Linked DNA regions of Zea mays: all the other regions are linked to region 1. The links are chromatin contacts, called in public Hi-C maps. All regions are on one chromosome and are shown on one strand. The core of a region is the stretch at or near the end of the contact, and the rest is flanking DNA. Distances in the headings are between cores, read along the strand shown. Region 1 holds the start of LOC103651371 (terminal nucleotidyltransferase 4B). Region 2 holds the start of LOC103651369 (trihelix transcription factor). Region 3 holds the start of LOC100193039 (fiber protein Fb2).

The links. Hi-C and Micro-C count contacts between places; a contact is called where the count stands out from the background.
Region 2: a Hi-C map of leaf shows a contact between it and region 1, with 4 times the contacts expected there. The contact joins the promoter of LOC103651369 here to the promoter of LOC103651371 in region 1. A contact is called at or near these places in 3 of 25 Hi-C or Micro-C datasets (leaf and tassel).
Region 3: a Hi-C map of ear shows a contact between it and region 1, with 2.4 times the contacts expected there. The contact joins the promoter of LOC100193039 here to the promoter of LOC103651371 in region 1. A contact is called at or near these places in 6 of 25 Hi-C or Micro-C datasets (bundle sheath, ear, leaf and 2 more).

The regions. Positions count from the first base shown.
Region 1 is chr3:215,499,662-215,503,876 of Zm-B73-REFERENCE-NAM-5.0, reverse strand. LOC103651371 (terminal nucleotidyltransferase 4B) reads left to right here and starts at 2,482. Exons shown (of 13, transcript XM_008676996.3): 1 at 2,482-3,103. The coding sequence starts at 2,587.
Region 2 is chr3:215,319,138-215,323,352 of Zm-B73-REFERENCE-NAM-5.0, reverse strand. LOC103651369 (trihelix transcription factor) reads right to left here and starts at 2,415. Exons shown (of 1, transcript XM_008676993.4): 1 at 154-2,415. The coding sequence starts at 1,387. The coding sequence ends at 431.
Region 3 is chr3:215,639,746-215,643,960 of Zm-B73-REFERENCE-NAM-5.0, reverse strand. It overlaps LOC100193039 (fiber protein Fb2), which reads left to right and starts at 1,770. Exons shown (of 5, transcript NM_001138207.1): 1 at 1,770-2,241; 2 at 2,342-2,541; 3 at 3,742-3,819; 4 at 3,923-4,203. The coding sequence starts at 2,166.

The DNA.
Region 1 (4,215 bases), core at 1,233-3,732:
CTGCTCGTAGCTGTACTCGACGACGACTCTGGCTACGCAGGTCGCATGCCACGGGATTCCCGTTCCATTGGGCACTGCACCGGGGCAAAAAAAGAAGGCATCCTGTAGGGCGATTCGATTCGCCTGCAAGTGCAAGTGGCAACTGGCAAGGCAGCTCAAAACCGGCAGGCGCCTTCACCGCTTTTGCGCATGTTGCCGGCCGGTTGCCAGCTGATTGCGGACCGCCAACGGCGAAAAGAATCCCGTCATGAGCGCACAAGGCGAGACCGCGAGAGCGTACTCAGTGTCCAATCAGGTTGGGGGCCGTCTACATACAGGGCACGCTCGTCGTCGTGAAGGAAGCAAGTGGGATTCTGCTTTGGGCCTTTGGGATATCCGGGTATGGAATGGAAGTGGTAGCATCTGCATTGCTCTTGCTTCAGTTGCCGCCGCCGCCGTTTTTGACGCAACCAGAATCCCACTTGTAACTAAAAACGATGCGAGGCGAGGGCGCGAGGCGATGCTTCTCGTTCACAAGATTGAAGCGTAGCAGCTTTCCAGTTTCCACACGGTGAAAAATACAAGATGGCTCTATCACTTCAACTTATACAACGTACTTACACGATTGCTTGACTCGTTGCCATCTTCATCCGAAGTGGCACGCGGAAGATCCAAAACCCAAAACCGTTCTCTCTGAACAAGTCAAGGCTCCAAGCGAGTTCAAGTTTCTTTGTAAGTAATTCCTCATGTCCATGATCCATGTGCAACAACCTAGAAGGTTGACTCGACTTCCATCGCCTCAAATACTCAGAGATTAACAACTCACGCATTCACAAGCTAGCAATTCAATTAGACTCACCGAGTCGATGCTTTTGCTCTTAGTGTAGGATTGGGTGGGGCAGAGACTGCTGCCGATTTGCATGTCTGTTCACATGGGAGCTGTTGACCTAACTGAATTTTGCCGGGGCCAGACTCAGTGAACTGTGCTCATCAGTTCGGCAGCTCCTATGGCTAGCTGGGCAGTTTCGTCCACATCCTAAGATCATCCGTGCACATTCCGTGAAGTTTTTTTTTTTGCTATGTAAGATACCCATATATAGAATATTTAGCATGTATACTCCCTCTGGTGCAGTAAAGAAAGTCATCCTACGTGTGACCGAGCGTGCACTCAAGAGGAATCAAGCTTGATAACTCCAGTCTAGAATGCCTCGGGAGGTGTAACCGCAACCAATCAAGCCTGATTGTTCTGGTGATGTCAATGTACTCATATCCCTATTTAATAAGGGAAAACAAGAAAAACTCCATGATAATTAATCACTCCTTGGTATGTACAATTACTCCATGTCCTAAATAACTACCTTTACTGCACCGGAGGGAGTATATACTCTAATATACTCTAATAAAGTATGTATCTAGGTGGAGGCCTTGTTCGTGGTCTCGACTCTCGAGGTGCTGCATGGCGCATCATGACTCCTGTTAATTGACCTGCGGTTTGGAGCTCGATGGAGCAAAAGGTTCCCATTGATGAAGTCAAGTACTCAAGGGTCCGGTCTTCGTTGCCATCTCGAGGTGGGTAAAAAGCAGAGGATATTTTAGGGCATGTCTACATAAAATTTGGCAAATCCTATATAAATGTATTGTTAACTAATGTATTTAGATGATGATTAGTGAAACTGACTCTAATAACTTTGTTGCCAGGCTTTACCTCTGATATTAATGCATCATGTCTTGAGGTGTGTCTAGAGAGGTTATAAAGACACAACTTCGCTAGTACAACACACAAATAAATCATGTCTTAGAGAATTTTTTATTATATAAGACATAAAATTTAGATACACCACGTTAGGGCATATACAACCCTGACACTGTTGCACGGAACTACAAGTATAAAACACAGTTAAAACATAATATAATACATTTGACGTGTCTAAAACATGTGTTTTGCTATATTTATTGTAACATTTAATGAATTAAATTGACCAATCAGTTAATCATCTATCTCGAATATAGAGCTAAGACACAATATCTTCGTTAAGATATATGTTAAGATATATGTTTTGATTTTTTTTTACCAACTCAAAACATCCATTTTACATGCCCTTATAACCGCAATATCTTAGCTCTATCCTCTATTTAAAAAACCACACCGCAGTATCTAAGTTGTACATGTCAACTTAGAAACCGGTAACAACGTACGCCCGCGTCTAAAACCACACGTTTTGTGAAAAAGCATAAGTACTTCTAAGGAAGTATTTGGTTCATGTTGCATTAAATATTTAAATATTAATTACAAATGTTAAATATATGTTTGATTAGATTCAATAAATTAGTTTCATCTTTTATTTTTGATATGTGTAATTAATTTTTATAATTAAACTATATTTAATATCTGTAATTATTAATTTTAATCGAACACCCCCCCTGAATAAAAAAAGTCGATCCCGGTAGGTTTGCTGTCTGTGGCCTTGTGGGCCGCGGATAAATCCTCCAGAGCTACGACTTCTACCGAACCTAGCGAATAAAACCCGGCAGCAAACTTGGCCGGCCCGCCTGCTCGACTCTAGGCTCCAGCCAGCGCGCGCATCAGAAGCCCTAAATCCATGGACCATGGCTCGCGAAGCGACGAACGCGTGGCCTCGGCCGTCACCGTCAGCGCGGAAACGAAGCAAGGGCAAACGAGCCGTTCTCTCCCCCGCGCCGCCGACGCAAGCAGCCGCCACGGAGATGGAGGCCGAGGCGTCCGTCCCCGCCACGGACTACGTCTACGACGCGCTCCCGGGCCTGCACCTGGCCTTCTCACCGGAGGAGACGCTCGATGACGCCGCCGCGGGGCAGGACGAGGACGATGCGACCGCGACATACGCCGTCTTCCGCAACGAGATAACGGAGGCTGGAGATGTGCTCGCGGACATCCCTGCTGCGGACTTCTTCTCACTCGACGTCTCCACCTCTGCCTCCGTCGAGCCCGAGCCCGAGCCCGAGCCGCCATCCCCGGCGCCCACAGCTGCCGCGGCAACGCCCTCTATCTCCCGTGCTTTGGAGGACCAGCCGCCGCAGGGCTCGGAGCGCGCGTGGTTCAGGGGAGGGAGGCGGTTCAGGAGCCCCATGCTTCAGCTACACAAGGGTGAGGGTTTTGTCTTGGTGCTTTGCGCCGTGGTTTTGGTAGCTCAAATTTTGGAATTGCTTTCAATTTCGTGGCTTCTCGTGCCTAAATTATTGCGCAAGTAATTAGCCTTTGCTCTGCCGTGGCACACTTTGGTTAAATTATTGATGGAGTGATGTGATCAGATATAACTGATTCAAGACCACATTTTATTAAGTAAATAAATCCGAATAGTCTGGACTTGGTAATTATGGTGTTTTACATAGTATTTAAGGCGAGTGCAAATCATAGGTTGCTATACGGGAGCTTCAGGAACCTCTAGTGTCTACTTGAAACCTGCATGAGGTTTTTGGTGATTTGGGTTTAGGTTTTAGGTTTAGGGTTTAGGTTTTTCCTACATTCTTCTTGACAGTTAACAATCCAGCAGTTACAAATGATGAACAAAACTATAACTACAGTTCAAAATTATAGTTCATTTTATTTTAGGTTTGTCCTATAAGGGCAGGTCTGATGCAGTGGTGAGAGCTATCTCATTGAGTCACCAGATCGCGTGTTGGAAACAGCCTCTCTGCATTGCAGGGGAAGGTTTACCTTGATTTATCCCTTCCCCAGACCCCATTGATGTGAGAGCCTTCGCCGTTGGGTACTTGGGTCTGCCCTTTTGTCCTAAATCAGACTTCTTTAACTTTGACCAAGTTTATAGAAAAATACAGCTAGAGTGACAAGATAGTTACATTCAGTTCTCCATGAAATATGTCTTGATTTTTTTGAACTTTAGATATGCTTTTTCTCTAAAAACAAAGTTAGAGAAATTTGACTTAGGACAAAACTGAAGTGAATTATAGTTTGAAATGGAGGGAGTACCTTGTAGTGGTCTTCATGTATTTGCATGCAGAAACTGTGTAGATAGTGTATGATGCCAAACACCTATTTTCCGTCCCGATAGAGCTGATTCCTGATTGTTAGTTGGAATTTGTTAGACAGCAGTCTCAAGGACCAGTTTGATATTATACTTAAAAAATAGTAAAGCTACTTATGCAGTTGATCTAGACATTCAAATCACATTTACGTTTAGCACTTCAACTAGTAGAACTTGAGACCAATAAGAACTAACGTATGTGTATATGGTTTTA
Region 2 (4,215 bases), core at 1,166-3,665, 180 kb after region 1:
AGTTCCCTTCCCCAACTAGAAAGGCCAGTGACAAGAAATAGCATACCACAGACATAAAATACTGTGGTGTCATAAACAAAGCATAGGTTTCTCAACATGCAAAGTTGTAAACCAATCATGCATAACAAAAATTGCCAAAAAAAATAATGTAAATGATACAGAACAAAAGGTAGCTGAGATTAAATTCGTAATACATTGAAAGTTACATGTCACAAACCAGTAAAAATTCCTTCTCATCTAAGAAAAACTTGAGCATAATGCATTGCAAGGTACATTTAAAATTTAAAGACCTAGTACCTCTGTGGTTCGTATGAAACAACGACAGTATCTTAGCAAGAACATAAACAATCCACTAACAACTCTATCACATCAACCAACAGACTGTATCCTAATTTAAGGCCAAAGCATTCCTTTACCTAACTCTTCCAATTTAGAGATAAGCAGGGCTGCTGAGGAATGGCAGTGCAGCGAGAGACATGAGCGTATCCGAGGAAGCGTCACCCTTCCTGGCGTGCTTTGTCCTCGCGAGCTGTAGCTGCATGTCCACAAAAGCCTGCATCCGCTTCAGCTCCAGATCCTTGAGGAACTTGATTCGCTGCCTCTCCATCTCCTCCGCGTGCTGCTGCTTAGCGGCTTCCATGCGCTCGTACATATCCGCGAAAGTCTCAATTGCCCTCGCTAGCTCCCCGAAACCACCACTGCCACTGCTCATCTTCCTCTTGCTGCCAACAGCAGGAGGAGCACCACCACCACCACCACCAAAGCCCGAAGATACAGAACGCGACGGCGACTGCTGAGATCCTTCGTCATCGTCATAGTCGTTGTTGTTGTAGCCATCTTCTGAGTCGGACTCCGCGGCAGCAGCGGCGGCGGCAGCGGCCGCCTTATGGATGAGGTTTGCGGAGGGGAGGTCGGAGCCACGGCGGTAATTGTGCAGGGGGAGCGCCACGGGAAGCGGCGGCGGTGATTGCGGCGACGGGGAGCGCGGCGGCGTCAGGCGCCTCCGGAACACGGGCAGCGCGGCGCGCGGTGGGGACGGCTTCTTGATGCCGGTGAGCGTGGGCCCGACGAGGAGGTCGAGCTGGGCGTAGAAGTTCCACTGCGATGGCCCGCCGCGCGCGCGCTCGGCCTTGTACTTCTTCTTGAGCGTGTCGACGCGGTTCTTGCACTGGATGTCGGTGCGCGGCGGGCGGCGGCGCGCGGAGGCCCCGGGGCGAGAGTTGACGGCGTCGGCGACCTCCCGCCACTGTGGCTGGCGGAGGCTCCCGCGGTTGAGGTCGAGGTAGCGCGAGCCCCAGGCGTCGACGAGCGCGGCCGTCTCGCCCTCGCTCCAGCAGTCCTCCCGGTACGGCAGGTTCGGGTTCGGCGGCGGCAACTTCCCGTCCATCGCTCCTCCTCCCAGATCTCTCCGCGTCACGACGACAACGACGACGACGACCTAGCCTTCTCTCGTTTGCGCGTAGAGACGAAGGAACGGACGGACGGGTGAATAGATGTGGGGGCGGCGGTGGAGGAGACGAGGCGGGGGGTGGGGAATAGAAGAAGGGAGAGGGGGTGGTCGGCGAGGGGGGAGGAGCGCCGGGCCGTGGGCCGTGACGACCGCGACGCGGCACGTGGAGGAGCGGTGCAGATGCATGGTTGTTGTGTGGGCGAGCGGCCGCCGTTGGATCCTCCCGTCGGTCGGGGCAGGTTTGACCGGGACACCAAGCCGGCGAGGGATTACCGGATTAGCAGTTGGCGCTGGGACGGAGCTGGATCAAACTCGGAGAGAGATAGGCCTCGGCGTGGTTTCGGTTGGCCGGCCGGACGTGCCGGTGCGGGGATGAAAGTTAAAGCGGCTCGCGCCTTGGCGTGCAATTTCGTAGCCACAGGTAGACGGCTCGCGGCTGGCCGCCGTTCGGTTGGGTCAGGCGTCCGCGCCGAAAGAGATGGTGCGGCTGCTGGGCGTACCGGCGTACGAGAAACTCCGGTAGTTGGGCGCCTTTGGGCAGTTCCTATTGACACGCCGAGTTTCTAGGGACACGCGAGTGACTACTGCGTGAGCCAATCATCATTGACAACGGGGGTCCTGGTTGCTTCTCGGTCTTGGGCAGCTAAAATGATGTAGATAAACACACCTTCTATAGTAACATCTGTATCTATATATTATACTATATTATAAAAAATGTATTTATTGCAATCAGACCAATTGGTGAACCGTGCAACCAAGACACAAAAATAGAGGTGAGGACCTTTTTAAAAATTCTAGCGAAATGTGGCAGGGTTGTTTTGAAAAACGATGTTTTCTAAAAAGTTTTTCCACCTTCATTCATGTGTCTTGGTTAAACCGGTTGTACCAATTAGCCTGATTGCACCAAATACATTCTCATCTTTATAATGATGTATCTATACATATATTTATAATTGTTTTAATGGTTACATACCCTTTGTGTAGCTTCATTGCTCCATCCTTCTCCTCTGTAACACCTTACTTATGTAATGTGCAAACTCACTTGTAATTGTGTAAACCCATGCTTTGAACTTGAAAAAAAATCTTAATTGTATGCGACCTTTCCAAATTAAAGAGGAGAGGGGAAACAAATTTGTGTGTGGTATGTGTCCAAATTATGCTACATTGTTTCTTTGTTGTATGTAAATTTTTTTACCAAATGTCAAATTTAACTGAAGTTATTGGAATTTGAATTTGAAATTTAAATCCAAATCTAATTCTAAAAAGAATAAAACTAAAAAGGTAGAACTCAGACGGTCCAATGGCATTCGGCCTATTAAACCGTGCGCGCCCGTGCTCTCGTTCGCTCGTCCGCCAACAAGCATGCCCATGTTGTCAGTACTCCTCACATGCACTCATTTGTTCCCTCTGTATCTGACACGTGGAACCTGGGTTTCATCCCTAACCTCTCGCCTCTTTCTTTCAGTTCACCGACGAGCATCTCGTCGCCAATCTCACCCCTATAGCACTCAATCGGTCTCCCCTTCGTTGTCACCAAACAACATAAGTCATGCGCAACATCTCTGCCCCTTAAGAGGCTAGCAAAAGACTCTAGATCTTATGGAGTGCCTTATAGAGACCCTATCTCTATTCTTAGTGGATCTGAGGGCTCAAGTTGATCAGTGGATCACTTGAGAGGGTCGAGCGAGACCTTATCCTTTAGGAGTTAGTACATCTCAATGGGGACGTAGGTTCTTCAAAATTTGAAATTTAAATCCAAATCTAATTCTAAAAAGAATAAAACTAAAAAGGTAGAACCCAGACAGCCCAATGGCATTCGGCCTATTAAACCGCGCGCGCTCGTGCTCTCGTTCGCTCGTCCGCCAACAAGCAAGCCTATGTTGTTAATACTCGTCACATGCGCTCATCTATTCCCTCTGTATCTGACACGTGGAACCGGGGTTTCATCCCTAACCTCCCGCCTCTTTCTTTCAGTTCACTGACGAGCATCTCGTCGCTAATCTCACCCCTATAACACCCAATCGGTCTCCCATTCGTTGTCACCAAACAACAGAAGTCATGTGCAACATCTCTGACCCCTTAAGAGGCTAGCAAAAGGCTCTAGATCTTATGGAGTGCCTTATAGAGACTCTATCTCTATTCTTAGTGGATCTGAGGGTTCAAGCTGATCAGTGGATCACTTGAGAGGGTCGAGAGAGACCTCATCCTTTAGGAGTTAGTACATCTCAATGAGGACGTATGTTCTTCATAACTGAATCTTGGTAAACAAATCGTGTGTCTCTTGTGTTCTTTACTTTTTATCAGGGACGAAGCCAGACAATAAAGTTATTGGGGTCAGTTTCACTAATCGTCATCTAAATACACTAGCTAACACTATATTTGTATAGTATTTTCTTAATTTTATAGGGTCAGCTTACCCCAACAAAACTCCCTAGCTCCGCCCCTGCTTTTTATTATGATTTGTTCTTGTCTTTCTCCCTCTATAAGTTCTTCTGGTTGGACTTTGATTTATATCACAGAGTTGCTCTCAAAGTAAAATTTTATATTCATAAGAGCAACAAGTCCAAGAGAACTTCCCTCTCATTTATTCTCTCCATATTGCTTATATTGGTCTAACCTCTACTTTAGGATTTAGTTTTTGTTAAGCCCATCTCACCCGACCGACGCGCTCATCTGGCGACGCACGTCTTCCGTTAGAGCTCTGCCTCATAAATGCCCAAATCAATAGATCAAATCACTTGAATCCCGTTCCCACAAAACTATTA
Region 3 (4,215 bases), core at 521-3,020, 140 kb before region 1:
GAGAAGCCCAGTGAGTGGTCTGCTCCCTCCCTTCTATTTTGATAATGCGCATCCTTTGATTTAGCAGATAGGCCAAGAATTTGTAAATCTTTATCTTTTGATGGAAGAGACAAGTTAAATGGTAACATCCTTTCACATGGTTGTCAAAAGGAATTCACATGGTTTATATCGTAATATATATGTAGGTTGCTAAAACAATGATCAAGAATGGAAAGCTACTATTAAAATACCCAGTGGTTCAGTCTGATGTTCAGGCCATGAAAGAAAAAAAAAGAGACTTAAGGTAATAGCTTCTAAACACTTTAATGACTCTTATGTGAACCGTGAACAAGGTTTAAGTCTCGTCCTTTTCTCCTGCCAGATTGGAGAACTTGAATTTGAAGTGACTTAGGAAAGTGCCAATATCGGTGCTACAATAGCGGCATTTTTTGGGTAACATTGAGACTTGACACAAAATTTCAGATGCTCAGGCCTTGGGATATGATTTATATGTAAAGTTCAGGTTAACCCTGGGTGGGAGATGCAGTCACGACTCGTCTGAGGCCACCCCGGGCGGGAAACGCAGTCACGACTCGCCCGAGGCCACCCCGGACGCGAGACGCAGTCACGTCTTTCGAGGCTAAACTCGGGCGGGAGACGCAGTCACGACTCGCCTGAGGCCACCATCGGGCAGGAGATGCAGTCACGACTCGCCCGAGGCCACCCCAAGCACGACATGCAGTCACGACTCGCACGAGTCCACCCGTGCGGGAGACGTAGTCACGACTCGCCCGAGGCCAACCCCGCACGGGAGATGCAGTCACGACTCGCCAGAGGCCAACTTCAAGCGGGAGTCACGGCTCGACGGAAGCCAACCCCAGACAAACATCACATTTCTGACTCGCCCAAAGGCATCTCAGGCGATGCTCTCCGCCGACCAACTCTGCAAGGCCCCGTACGGGATATGCGGTCACGACTCGCTCGAGCCCACCATCGAACGGGACACGCAGTCACAACTCACTCGAGACCAACCTCGGGCGTGAGATCTAGTCATGACTCGCTCGAGGCCAACAATAGGAGTATATGGAGTTGTTTTACGATATTGATAATGGTCACATAGATTTTACATATCATATTGATATTTATTGTTCTGTATCTATGTTTCATACAATTTTTTTAATTTCGTCACAACACACGGGCACATATACAATGAGTAATTGATTATATATTAGGTGTTGTTTGGTTCACGAAATGTAACGTAAATGGTAATGATAACGATTCACACTCGAATACCGGCGGTAACAAATTTGAATAAGGCGGTATCCATTTGTAGCGTGGTATCGATTACTGTTGGACTTAAACAAACATGATTTAACGTTATCGGTTACTCATTACGTTACTGATATACGAATAAAACGGTATCTTAGTGTTAGCCCACTAGGTATCTTTACCTGTAGCCATCCAAACCCTCTCTCTCTCTTATCGGCTATTCGCCCCCACGCGGTTTCCAGCGGACGCCGCGGTTCTTTCTTATCCCTGCGACCCTGCCGGGACCGGGACACGGCCCACGGGCGCACGGCGCTGGGCCGCCGTGCTCTATCATCCAAACACGCCGCCGCCACGCGGGGCCAGGTTACCCCGTGCGTCCCACCCGTCATCTGCTCTCCAGCGGCAGGTGGGTCGCAACCGGCGGAGAGTGGGCGGTCGCTGTCATTGGTGCCACGGCCACGCGCTGACTCGGACGTCGACCAGTACGTCGAAAAGGAACACGTCGCCCCCATTTCCCACCCGCTTTCTCCCCCTTTGGCCTCCCCCCCTCTCTCTCTCTCATCTCCTGCCGATAAGAAGCTTCGCCGCCGTCTCCTCTTTCTCCGTCCTAGCAAAATCCTCCCCGTATTGAGAGCCAAAGAAGAAAAAAAAAAAAGGCAGGAGGCCGGCGAACTACGCGAGGAAAAATTTTCTTTCCCGGGAGGCTCGGGAGTCGGACACGCCACACGCTTTGGTCAAAATCGTTTCCGGTTGTTAGCGCGGCTGCTGCTGCCGCTGCTGTCGGGGGCGAGCAGGAAGGGGAGCGAACGAGCTTGGGCAGCTCAAGAAGAGGGGACGGGGGAGGGAGCCTGTGGAAGGCACCTGAGTACGCGTGAAGGAGCCCGCGCGAGAGTAGGGGGGAAACCAAATCGAGAGACATGGACTCGGAGCACTGGATCTCGCGCCTGGCCGCCGCCAAGCGTTACTACGCGGCGCAGCTCGGCCGCGTCGACGGTGAGGACATCCTGCCTTTTCTTGCTTCTCCCTTCGTTCAGTAACAGCACGCGAGGCGATCCTTGTATTGATTTGCGGGCTCTTATTGGGTTCGTTGCAGATGTGCCCGGGATGGGGACGGAAGAGGTGGAGATGGAGGTGGAGGACGACGGGGACATGGAGATGGAGTTGGAGATGGCGCTGGAGCTCGGGGACGCGACGTGGCCGGAGGTCGCCTGCCCCTACTGCTACGAGGACCATGACGTCGCATCCCTCTGCATCCACCTCGAGGAGGACCACCCCTACGAGCCCCACGCCGCGGTGAGTCAGTCAGCTCGCTTCTTCCTTCAGGACTCTTCCAGGTAGTGAATTTGAGCCTGAGACGTGATGTGCACAGCTACAGCTCTTGCTTCTTCCTCCGATTGGAGCTGGAGGAAACGTTGTAGCTTACTGCTTAAGGGGTTGACCTGATGAATACAGCTCATGAGCTCTCGTTTTTGCGGTATAGTAACCTTGTCGGAGGATTTTGACTACCCGTGTGCTGTCTAGTTGCCATATGCAATTTTAGGGGAGCCAAGGTTAAGTAAATAGCTGAACTAAAGGTTATGGCTTCGTAGCTTCACGCGAAGAGCAGCAGTTTGGATTAGAAATTGTGGCTTAGTGACAAATAGGATTTCAGAGGAAATAATGTAGCTTCTAGCTTAGTCCGAGTTCAAGTTTATTGAGTGCTTCAGACTGTTGGTTTAATGACAACACAATTTCTCTGAGCTCAACCAAGACCTGTCGGCTGTAGCTGGCTGTCCTCATCACCATGCTCTGGCGCCTTTGGGATTGGGCAAAATGGCGCAATCTTTTTGTGCCGAGTATCCCTCACTCCGTCGTGTTATTAAATCAACGTGTGATGATTTTGTCATCTGGACCAAACGATTCTCTCCTGAGCCTCTTAATTTTGATTTGTGCTGTTGGTATATTTACCTTCAAACTTATAAATCTATGATCCCCCATGTGCCGGTGTAAACCTGTGTACCCTTCGCTTCTGCAATCAAATTCTAGGTGGGGATCCCCACACCCACTCAAAAAAACCTCTAAGAAACTTTGTTGTCACATGAGTGCTTGAGAAAGGTTTTGGATGGTTCGCATTGTTTGACGGTAGATGAAAAGGTGTCGAGACACTAGAAAACTTATGGGAGAAGTTTCTCTGTTTAAATGTGTGACCTGATTCCATTAGTTTGAGAGGCAATAGTTGGGATAATGGATTCAATCATTACATATTTACATCTGGCTCGGTATGTAATACTAATCTTAAAAAGTCACCTTCTTGTAGCAAAGATAGTGCCACCTTAGTTTAAGTCATACTAGGTGGTCCAAAATAGCCCCTTCTGTATCAGACCGCCTCTATGGAAGGTCATTCAAAATGAGCACCTCATACTGGTTTTGTTTACGCTGTACTGTAAAGACTGCTAGCAGATGTAGACACTAGACATGTAGTGTTCTCATTTTCATTTTTTTCTCTCATTTCAGCCCTGCCCCATTTGCTCCCAAAGGATTACAAGGGATATGCTTAACCATATCACCATGCAACATGGTTACTTGTTCAAGGTTCACCTCTACCTTCCTACCTCTCTCTGCAGTAACTGTTCATTTGATTGGTCAATTCAGTTATGAAGCCTTCTGACACCATATTTTTGTTTCGTACTTACAGAATGGTCACAGATCCCGTAGATTTATTGTTCCAGAGAGCCATGCGATTTCATTATTGAGTCGAGATCTACGTGGTACTCATTTACAGGCTCTTCTAGGGGGTGGTCATGGCCACAGATCAAATAACGCAGTGACCACAAACATTTCCAGTGATCCTCTTCTTTCATCGTTTGGCCTGAGCTTCTCAGCATCTGATGCACCAGAACCATCAAAATCAGCATCTTCTATTCCAGACGGTACCGCAATACGTAAGGAGACACCAGTTCAGCCTTGGGAATCAAGGTATATATTACT